2 separate regions of the Canis lupus genome follow, and region 2 is linked to region 1. Evidence: chromatin contacts called from public Hi-C data. All regions are on one chromosome and are shown on one strand. Each heading gives the region's core, a stretch centred on a gene start, on an enhancer-like site or on the middle of the called end of the contact. The rest is flanking DNA. Distances are from core to core; before and after follow the strand shown.

Evidence for each region. A called contact is a pair of places that touch in the nucleus more often than the background predicts.
Region 2: a contact with region 1 is called in a Hi-C map of liver, with 3 times the contacts expected there. The contact joins two enhancer-like sites. A contact is called at or near these places in 2 of 9 Hi-C or Micro-C datasets (amygdala and liver).

The regions. Positions count from the first base shown.
Region 1 is chr1:96,333,353-96,338,038 of UU_Cfam_GSD_1.0, forward strand. The region is part of intron 6 of AUH (methylglutaconyl-CoA hydratase, mitochondrial); the gene reads left to right. Among named protein-coding and RNA genes, the nearest start is that of AUH, 76 kb to the left of the region's middle. Within about 2 kb of position 1,484, at least 1 of the 20 cell types and tissues checked has an H3K27ac peak or open chromatin away from gene starts, as enhancers often do. A contact at or near this core is called in liver, where this site is marked.
Region 2 is chr1:96,528,030-96,532,472 of UU_Cfam_GSD_1.0, forward strand. No RefSeq gene overlaps it. Among named protein-coding and RNA genes, the nearest start is that of SYK, 170 kb to the right of the region's middle. Within about 2 kb of position 2,107, at least 1 of the 20 cell types and tissues checked has an H3K27ac peak or open chromatin away from gene starts, as enhancers often do. A contact at or near this core is called in liver, where this site is marked.

The sequences.
Region 1 (4,686 bases), core at 234-2,733:
AAATGAGGACATGCTTGGATTAAGGAAAACCAAGAGAATTTGTTTCCTGCAGATCCAGTGTGGTATTGGTGAAAGGATAAACCTGTTGATCAGTGAACATAACAGAACCTGGAAGTAGACCCATCCAGTGTGGCCAGAAGGTATTTGACATAGGAGCACAGATAATTCGGGGCAGAAAGTGTGATACTAGAAAAGTTGCATATCCATATGCAAGAAGTAAAGTAAAAAAAAAAGAAAAAAAAAAAAAGAACTTTGACCTAAATCTCACTGTACAGAAATCAACTCAAAATCATGTCTTAAATATAAAATGTAAAAGCATACAAATCTTACTCCTGGAGTTTGACCCCTCAGGTTGCTAGGCACTCAGTGAACATTACTAAATGTGTGAGCTACAGTTCTGGGGAGGAGGTAGACTGAAATTAACATCCAAGAGTGGTTACACATAGTGAGTTGGAGAATTACTATTACAGGAATATTTCATTTCCTTCAACTCCATGTATTACTTTAATAAAATTGTTTTTTTTTGTCTTATATGTCCGAATTATATAAGTAAAGATATAGAATTAATCAGCGATTTTGATTCTAAGTAATTTCCTGCTTCTGACCTCAGAGTGATGTTAGTGCCTATTGTTCTCATCTTTGTTTTATTTTTTCTTGTATTTTTAAATAAGTAGTAACTTGGTATTTTAGGAAACCAGATTACTCATTTTGTAAGCAGCATGTTACTTTCCTGTTGTCTAACTATAATAAAGCTTCCTTTGCATCTGAATATTCTGTTATGTTTATGTATCAAGTTAAGTAAGTAGCTTTTAAGGATCACATTTAAACTGTAGAGAGCAGATGTCCAAGAGCAATTAAATACAATATGTAAGATGTTCATAAAGGATGAGAAGTTAATTCTGCCTGTGTAAATTAGGAAGAGTGGCAGTCCATTTCTCCCATCTTTTAAAAGTAAAACAATTTTCTTTTCACAAAATACCCATTTTGGTAACTGGTTTTTGAATCTCTAAAGCCTGTAGTGTGCAATCGAAGGTGTAAGCCATTTGGACGCACCCTTGGTGCGAGTCCCGGAGCATTTTCTCTTTCAGCAGACATGTCTGCTGTCTTAACAATAAGAACACTTACTGGGAACCGTGGAGTCAAGATGTCATTCTTTTTACTTATGTGCTCAGAGCACATTTATTCACTCATTGATGGCATTCTTTTTTTTTTTTTAATGATTTTATTTATTTGAGAGACCATGTGAGAGTGAGAGAGAAAACGAACAAGCAGGAGAAGGGGCAGAGGGAGAGGGAGAAACAGATTGCCCGCCAAGCAGGGAGGTCGATGCTGGACTGGATCCCAGGACCTTGAGATCGTGACCTGACCTGAAGGCAGACAACTGACTGAGCCCCCCAGGTACCCCTATCAATCAGTGACATTCTTGGTTGAATGGTGAGCAGCCGTCCCTACCAGTAGGCAGAGTCATGGATCAAGGGAGAAGCCCTGGGCTGAGCCTCCCTCACTACATTGTATTTCATTAGGCAAGTTTCCTTCTGAACTTTGTATCTCAGTTTCTTCTGTTGTGAAATGAAAATAATGACAACTGTACCACATGACTGTTGTGAGATAGTCGGTGAGGAAGGTCTGTGTGGACATGACATGACACTGTCCAGCACGTTGGTGGTACTGACGCGCACTCTGTTGTGATTTGTGTTGTTCCTGAGACGTGGTTTATTGTAATGTGTCTTCTTTTTACGGTACCTTTAACAGCTGCTCTATGTTATAATTGATGTACAATAAAATGCGTGTTTTTTTAGGAAAAAAAATTTGGTGAGCTTTGACATGTCTATACCTGTGAAACCTTAAACAGCCTGTATAATGGATATATCTTCACCCCCAAAAGCTTTTTCATGCAACCACTGAACCACACTGTCACTCTAGATTAGTTTTCATTTTCTAGAACTGTGCATAAATGTTCTGTGTAATTTTTCCTTTGCCTGGCTTCTGTATTCAGTATAATTATTTTGATATTTATTTATTTTGTAGTGAATTTCAGTACTTCCTTTTTATGGCTGAATACTATTACATTGTATGGGTATGCCAGAATTTGATAATCTGTTGGTATTTGGATAGATACTTGGCTTATTTCTGGTTTTGGGGGACTTAGGAGTGAAGCTGCTGTACATATTTGCATAGAAGCCTTGGCGTGGACATATGCTTTCAGTTACCTTGGGTAAATGGTTAGGACTGGAATGGCTTCATATGATAAGTATCTATGTACATTTTTTGTTAAACGGCCAAACTGATGTCCCATTGGCTGGACCAGCATATATGAGTTCCCACCAGAAGTAATGAGAATTCCTTTTTCTTTTGCATCTTCACCAAAGGCTTGGCACAATCTTGTGGATGTGATTTGCAGTTCCTTAATGTCTAATGATCTCATGTGCTCACTTGACATCTCTGTTTCTTCTTTTGTGATGTATCTCTTCAGATCCTTTACACATTTTTAAAAAAGATTTTTATTTATTTGAGAAAGAGAGAGAGCAAGCATGGGGAGGGGTAGGGACAGGCACACTCTGCACTAAGTGTGGAGCCTGATATAGGGCTGGATTTCAGGACCCTGATATTATGATCGGAGCTGAAATCAAAAGTTGGACACTTAAACTACTGAGCCACCCAGGCACCCCTCTTTTACCCATTTTTAATTGGGTTGTTTTATTACTGAGTTTAGAATTTTTATTATTGTGTTTTTTACTATTATTATAGATACAAGACCTTTTTCTGATGTATGCTTTGCAAATATTTTCTTTCCATCTGTGAATTGACTTCTTATTCTCAGCAGTTCTTTGAAAGAACAAAATTTTAATATTGATGAAGTTTAGTTTATCAGCTTGTTCTTTCATGGATTGTGACTTTGGTGTGTGTACAGAATCTTCCCCTAAACCAGAGTCACACATGATTTTCTTCTAAGTTTTGTTCCAGAACTTCCATAGTTTTGGTTTACTCTTAGGTCAGTGATCCATTTTGTGTGTAACGTGATGTATGGACTCATAAACGTTTGTACATAGATATCTGATTGTCCAGGCACCATTTGTTGAAAAGAATGTCCTTCCCTCTTATTTACCTTTGCACCTTTGTCAGAAATGAAATGTTCATGTATGTGTAGGCTTATATCTGGAGTGTTTTCTGTTCCATTAATCTGTTTGTCTATCTTGAGACCAATGCCATACTGTCTTGAGTATTGTCACATTAAAGTAAATAGGTATTGTTAGTCATCACATTTGTTTGTCAAAGTTGTTTTGTCTCATCTAGATACTTTGCATTTCTATATGAATCAACATGTTAATTTCTACAAAAATCCTGCTGGGATTTTGATTGAGATTTTATTCAGTTTGTAGATCCATTTGTAGAGATTTGATCTTGGCATTATTGACTCTTTAGACCCATGAACACCATGTAGCTCTGTATTTTGTTAGGTCGTCATTTTTTCTTTATCAAATTTTGTGTTCTGTTTAGTGGAAAATTCTTTAAATGTAAGTTAAGGATAATTGTGAATTTTTCTATTTTTCTTTTCAGTTCTGTTAGCATTTGTTTCAAGTATTTTGAGGCCCTGTTGTGAAGTGCAGAAATATTTAATTTTGTCATGTCTCATGATGGACTGCTCTCTATTATCTTAAAATAGTCTTTTTTTTTTTTTTTTTTTATCCCTGGTAATATTCTTTGCTATGAATTCTGTTATGCCTGCTATTTATATAACTACTCCAGTTTACTTTGGATTGGTGTTAGCATAATCTATTCTTTCCTGTCTTTTTATTCTTAAGCTATTTATGTTTGTTTATTTAAAACGTTTTTCTAGTAAGGCAGCATATTGTTGGGTCTTGCTTTTTCATCTTAATGGCTGCCTTCAATTGGAATATTCAGACTGTTTACCTTTAATATGATTATTGATATTTAAAAATCTCTTGTTTTCTTATTCTCTATTTCTCTATTCTCATTTGTTTCACTTTTTTTTGCCATTGTTTGACATAATTGAATATTGTTTATGATTCTATTTTATTTCTTTGACTATTCACTTTTATGATTTATTTTATTGATTGCTTTAGGGTGGGAACTGTGTAACTTTCCTTATCTAACTACTGTCACATGAATAAAACATTTCATATACAAGAATGTTATATTAAGTACTTTTATTATTTTTCTCTAGTCTTTGTGCTATTGTTATGCACTTTTAACTTTTGTGTATGCTTTAAAACCCATGCTTCATGATTAATTTTGTTTAAAAAAATCTATTGTTCTTTTTTTAAGTAGGCTCCACACCCAATGTGGAGCCCAGCTCAGGGCTTGAACTCATGACCTTAAGAACAAGATCTGAGCTGAAATCAAGAAACAGATGCTTTGAACTACCTGGGCGCCCCCCAAAATATATTATTCTTAAAAGAGATTTAAGTAATTAGAAAAATGGCATAAATTTATTTCTGTACCTGTTTCCACTTCATTTATTCCTTTTTGTAGACACATACTTGGATTTGTTACCAATATCTATCATCCTTTAACATTTCTGTAATGCATGTCCTCTGTTGATAAGCTTCTTTGGCTGGTGATACAACTCTGTATTTGAAAATATTTTTGCTCGGTATAGAATCCCAGGTTGGCATTATTTATCTTTCACTACATTAAAGATGTTGCAACACTGTCGTCTTGGCT
Region 2 (4,443 bases), core at 857-3,356, 200 kb after region 1:
AAGCTCCTTCCTAGCATTGGACCCAAGTCCTCCTCTTGACCTGGTCCCTACCTGGCCTTAGCTACTTCCCCTATAGTTTGTTGCTCTGTGTAACTGTGGAGACAGCCAGTCTGAGTCTGTCCCCCAGGCTCGGATCATGCTGGGGATGCACCTCTGGGCCTCTCCAGGGGAGAGACGGGAGCCTGCGGGGAGGTGTGACCCCAGCCAGGAAGAGGTGCCTGGCACCCACCGACACTTGCGTGGCCCTGAGGCCAGTTCTGGGTCCCAGCAGGGTCCCCCCTCCCCATCCCTGCTGGAAAGGGTGAGAGGGAAAGAGCAAAGGGCTGGCGTCCCCATTTGAGACACTTGGGCCAGCTTTTGACACCGTGAAATGCCAACAGGGCAACGCACATAATTTGTTTTCCCTCTTGAAGTGGGGGGAAACCCCAGAGCCCAGCCTGTGCCGCGGGCAGCCCCCCGCGCTCTGAGAGACAGCTGCCGTGGCCCGGCGCCTGCCGCCTCGCGGTAGAGACGGTGGAGACGGCTCGGGTTTGGAGCGTGTGGACCTGATTTGTGACAACCTGCTGATGTTCTTCAGCAACGCGTCTACTCCTTCCACTCAATTAGACAGTTAAAAATTACTGATAAAGCACGAGGGATTTTTGTGAAGCTTTTCAAGAGACTTGAAACTGAAATTGAAGTCTGGTTAAAGACGAGAAAAGAAAACTCGAGTATCATTTCCTTCCTGTAATAGATTAGATTTGAACTTTTAAACTAAAGGAAACCAATTTGGTTTGTTTCTCCCGAAGCCTCCCTGCCCCCCCTTCCCGGGTGATGCCGAGGCAGTGAGAGCCCCTCCCCGGGGCGGCGGAAACCACTCCGGAGGGCAGCGGGTCGCGGGGCTGCCGCACAGGCCTGTGTGCCCTCCGGGCGGCGGGGCTGAGGACCTCCTCAGGGTTCTGGCGGGAGGTGAGGAGGACAGAGCCGGCAAGTGTTTAGGTGTTTAGGACACGGCCCATCACAGGGGAGGCCTCCATACACAGGTATCATTTCAGTTTCCCCACCCCTGGCAATGGGACACCTGCTCATTGAAACCCAAGTTTATTATTACTCACCCTGGGGGTGAGTGAGACCTTTTATAATATGGCCCTTTAAGAGAGGCACCTGGGGGACTCAAGGCTTGAGCATCTGCCTTCTGCTCAAGTCATGATCCTGGGGTCCTGGGATCGAGTCCCTCGTCGGGGTCCCCGCAGGGAGCCTGCTTCTCCCTCTGCCTGTGTCTCTGCCTCTCTCTGTGTCTCTCAGGAATAAATAAATAAAGTCTTAAAAAAAATCTGTTTGTGATTCCATTTATAACTCCGTCTCCCTGGAGGTCAGAAACCCAGTGTAAATATACATGCCAGAGGAGCAATGGACTCTTGGGCCAGTCTGCCCAGGAAGCTGCCGTGTCCCTCCTCTTGGCTAGCTCTATGCGCCTCCGCTCACCTGTGCCCTGACTCCCCGCCCCCGCCACCCGCCCCCAGCCTGGGGCCTTTGCTGGGGGGGAGACAGGGGTGGATCCTGGCCCAAGCAGGGACCGTGGATATGCAATAGGAACAGGGACATGGAGCATTAGTCAGATGATGGGGGGGTGTTTGCATAGAGGGGGTGCCGGAGTCCTGGGGGGGGTCTGGGGGGGTCCAGGTTTCTCACGGGGAACAGCGGGGCAGTGAACCAGCACAGGAAGCCGTCTGCCCAGAGAAGCAAACTGGGAAGCCCAGAAGCCCCACAAAGAAGAGAGGATGGCAGGAGTCTCCCCAGGGCCCATCTGGGAAAATCCCTATCCCCCTAGGCCCGTGGATGCCCCTGAGACTGAGGCTCCAGCCCCAGAATACCCCGCTCCTGTGTGACGTGGGCCACCCGAGGCGGTCGATGCTCTGAGCCTTGTGTCCCTTTGTCCTGGGGAAGGCCAGTGAAAGGGGACAGTACACTACTAGGTACTTAGCCTTGAGCGTCACCTGCGAACTGAGACGATGCCCAAGAGCTTCGTGGTGGCAGGTGCCAGGGCGTGGTGTTCAGGGGGACGGAGTCCAAAGCCTAGTCCCCGTTGCCCTTAGCCCGAGCACGTCACTGACCTTGAGTTTGTTGTGCATCTGCCATGGGGGTGTAGTAAGGACTGGAGATGACAGCAGACGCATCAGCAGCTGGTACCTGGTCAGTCCTTGCATTGGTTTATTTACAAGTGCATTAGGGTGACTTGTGCCCAGAGCTGTGAGGGGGAGAGGAAGGGAGGAGGATGGAGGATGGGGAGGGGGCTCACACATACACACATGTTCACACCGTTGCACACTCACACTTACACCCACAGGCATTCATTCATATCAGCATAAACACACACCCACCTGGTCCCTGCTGCACACCCCCCTTGCCCAATGGCACAAACCTGGCTATCCGAGGTGGGCATATTCTGGTGACCCCAAGTCCCCCACCTGCTGGATTATAAGGTGCCTCCAACACCTGTTTTCGAGGACTCAGGCCAGCCCAACGACAGGCTGCCCCACTGTTCCCGCACTGCAGTGCCCCTTGGAAAGTTCCAGGCTGCCCAGGGCCGCACAGCCCACCTTCTGTGAGCAGGAGTGGCACAGCACAGCTTCCTACCCCAGATCAAGGTGTACTGGTCATTTCTTGGCCGTGGTTTTATCCTCAGGAACTAAAGAGCTCCAGGAGGTGTCGTGTGCGGGTCCTAGGGCCCCACCTGCCCACTGCCAGTCATGGCCTTTTTGAAGCTGATGGGGGGGGGCAGCGGCTTCTCCCCAGGGACATCAGGGCTCCCTGCTGGGCCATCTCACCCACAGTGAGCCTCAGCCAAGGCCGCTCCTTCCCTGTGACCAGCTCCCGCCAGTGCAGCGGCCGCGGCGCAGTCATTCGGCTCAGAGCCCTGGACCCAGGCCACCCGGGGTGTGTGCTTCTGTGGACACTAATCACTTCCAGTTAAAGTCTTGATCTTTCTGGACAAACACCGTCCTTGTAAGGCTGGCTGGTCATTTCCGACGTCCTCCTATTTCACTGGGAAGCCAGCCCCCGCCTGCAATCCTGTCATGTGTCTGGTGTCCTGCGGCCCATTGCATAGACGGATCTGGCCCCGGGGGCCCTCATCCGCCTCAGCTCCGTGTCCTCATCTGGAGCAAGTTCTCCGCCCTCACCCCTGCAGCTGGAGTGCCCATGGCCATCGTTGACCACGGCCAGCCCTCGGGTGTTGCTGGGACCCCTGCTCTCCCCTGAGCCTCCATCTGCTCCAAGCACCATCCCCCAGGTGCCCTTACCCAGCCTCGAGGACGAGACCCCTAATCTCCACCCTCATGTCCTCGGGGCCTGGCTCAGCGGCCAGAAGTGGTCTCCACCTAATGCAGGCTGGTCCCCTCTTTCTCTCTCTCTCTCTCTTTTTGATAAGTCAGCTATTTATTTATTTATTTATTTATTTATTTATTTATTTATTTAACTGTTTAAGTTTGGAAGCTGTCAGAGACTCACAGAGAAGCTGGTGAGATCGTGTGGGGGAAATGCCAGAGGGCTTCCCCTGTTCTCAACATCTCTGTCACCATCACAGGAGGGGTGGGCGGCAGAGCGACAACCATCCAAACTGAGAAACTGACTTTAGGAAAACACGTCAACCACCTGGGCCCTTTCCTCTCCAGGGCCCTTTCCTCTCCAGGGCCCACATTGTGTGTCACCATCACCTCTTTGGACTCCTCCAGCCAGGGCGGGAGGCTCCTGAGAGTGTCCCGTCCCTTTGGGAGGTTGTGGGTCAGGGATCGTGCTCATCAGCCTGCTTGTCTGTGTTCTCCCTGTTAGACTAGACGGTGGCACAGGAGTCGCATGTTGTCCCGGTTGCTCCTCTTGTTTCAGGTCCAGCATAGCTCAGCTCAGCGCCCCTATGGTCTTTAACAATCATGGATTGTCTTGCATTAATTTCAATTTTTAAAATATTGCATTAAAGTTTTATTTGTCTGATCACTGTTTTGTTAGCTCCTTGCAAGGCGATGGCCTCCCTCACCGCCGCTTCCCCTGCCACCAGGCCAGCCTAGGATCTGAAGATGGGAGTTAGAGGCACCTTACAATCCAGCAAGCGGGGGACTCGGGGTCACTGGTACGTACCCACCTCAGACAGCCAGCTTTGTGGTGGTGTGCGGTGGGCATTGTCTCACCCAGGGCCCTGTGTGTGAGTGTGTAAGTGCTGGTATGAACACATACAGGTATATGTAAGTGTGTGAGTGTGCAATGCTATGATTGTGTGAGCATGTGTATACATGTGTGTGCATTAACATGTGCGTGAGGATGTGCCTATATGTGTGCATGTGCATGTGTGCATGAGCATGTCAGCATGTGTATGTAGGCATACATATGTGTATACTTTGTATGTGTGTCTGTGTGAGCCTGTGTACACATGTGTATGCGTTAGCATGTACACGAGGGTGTGCCTATATG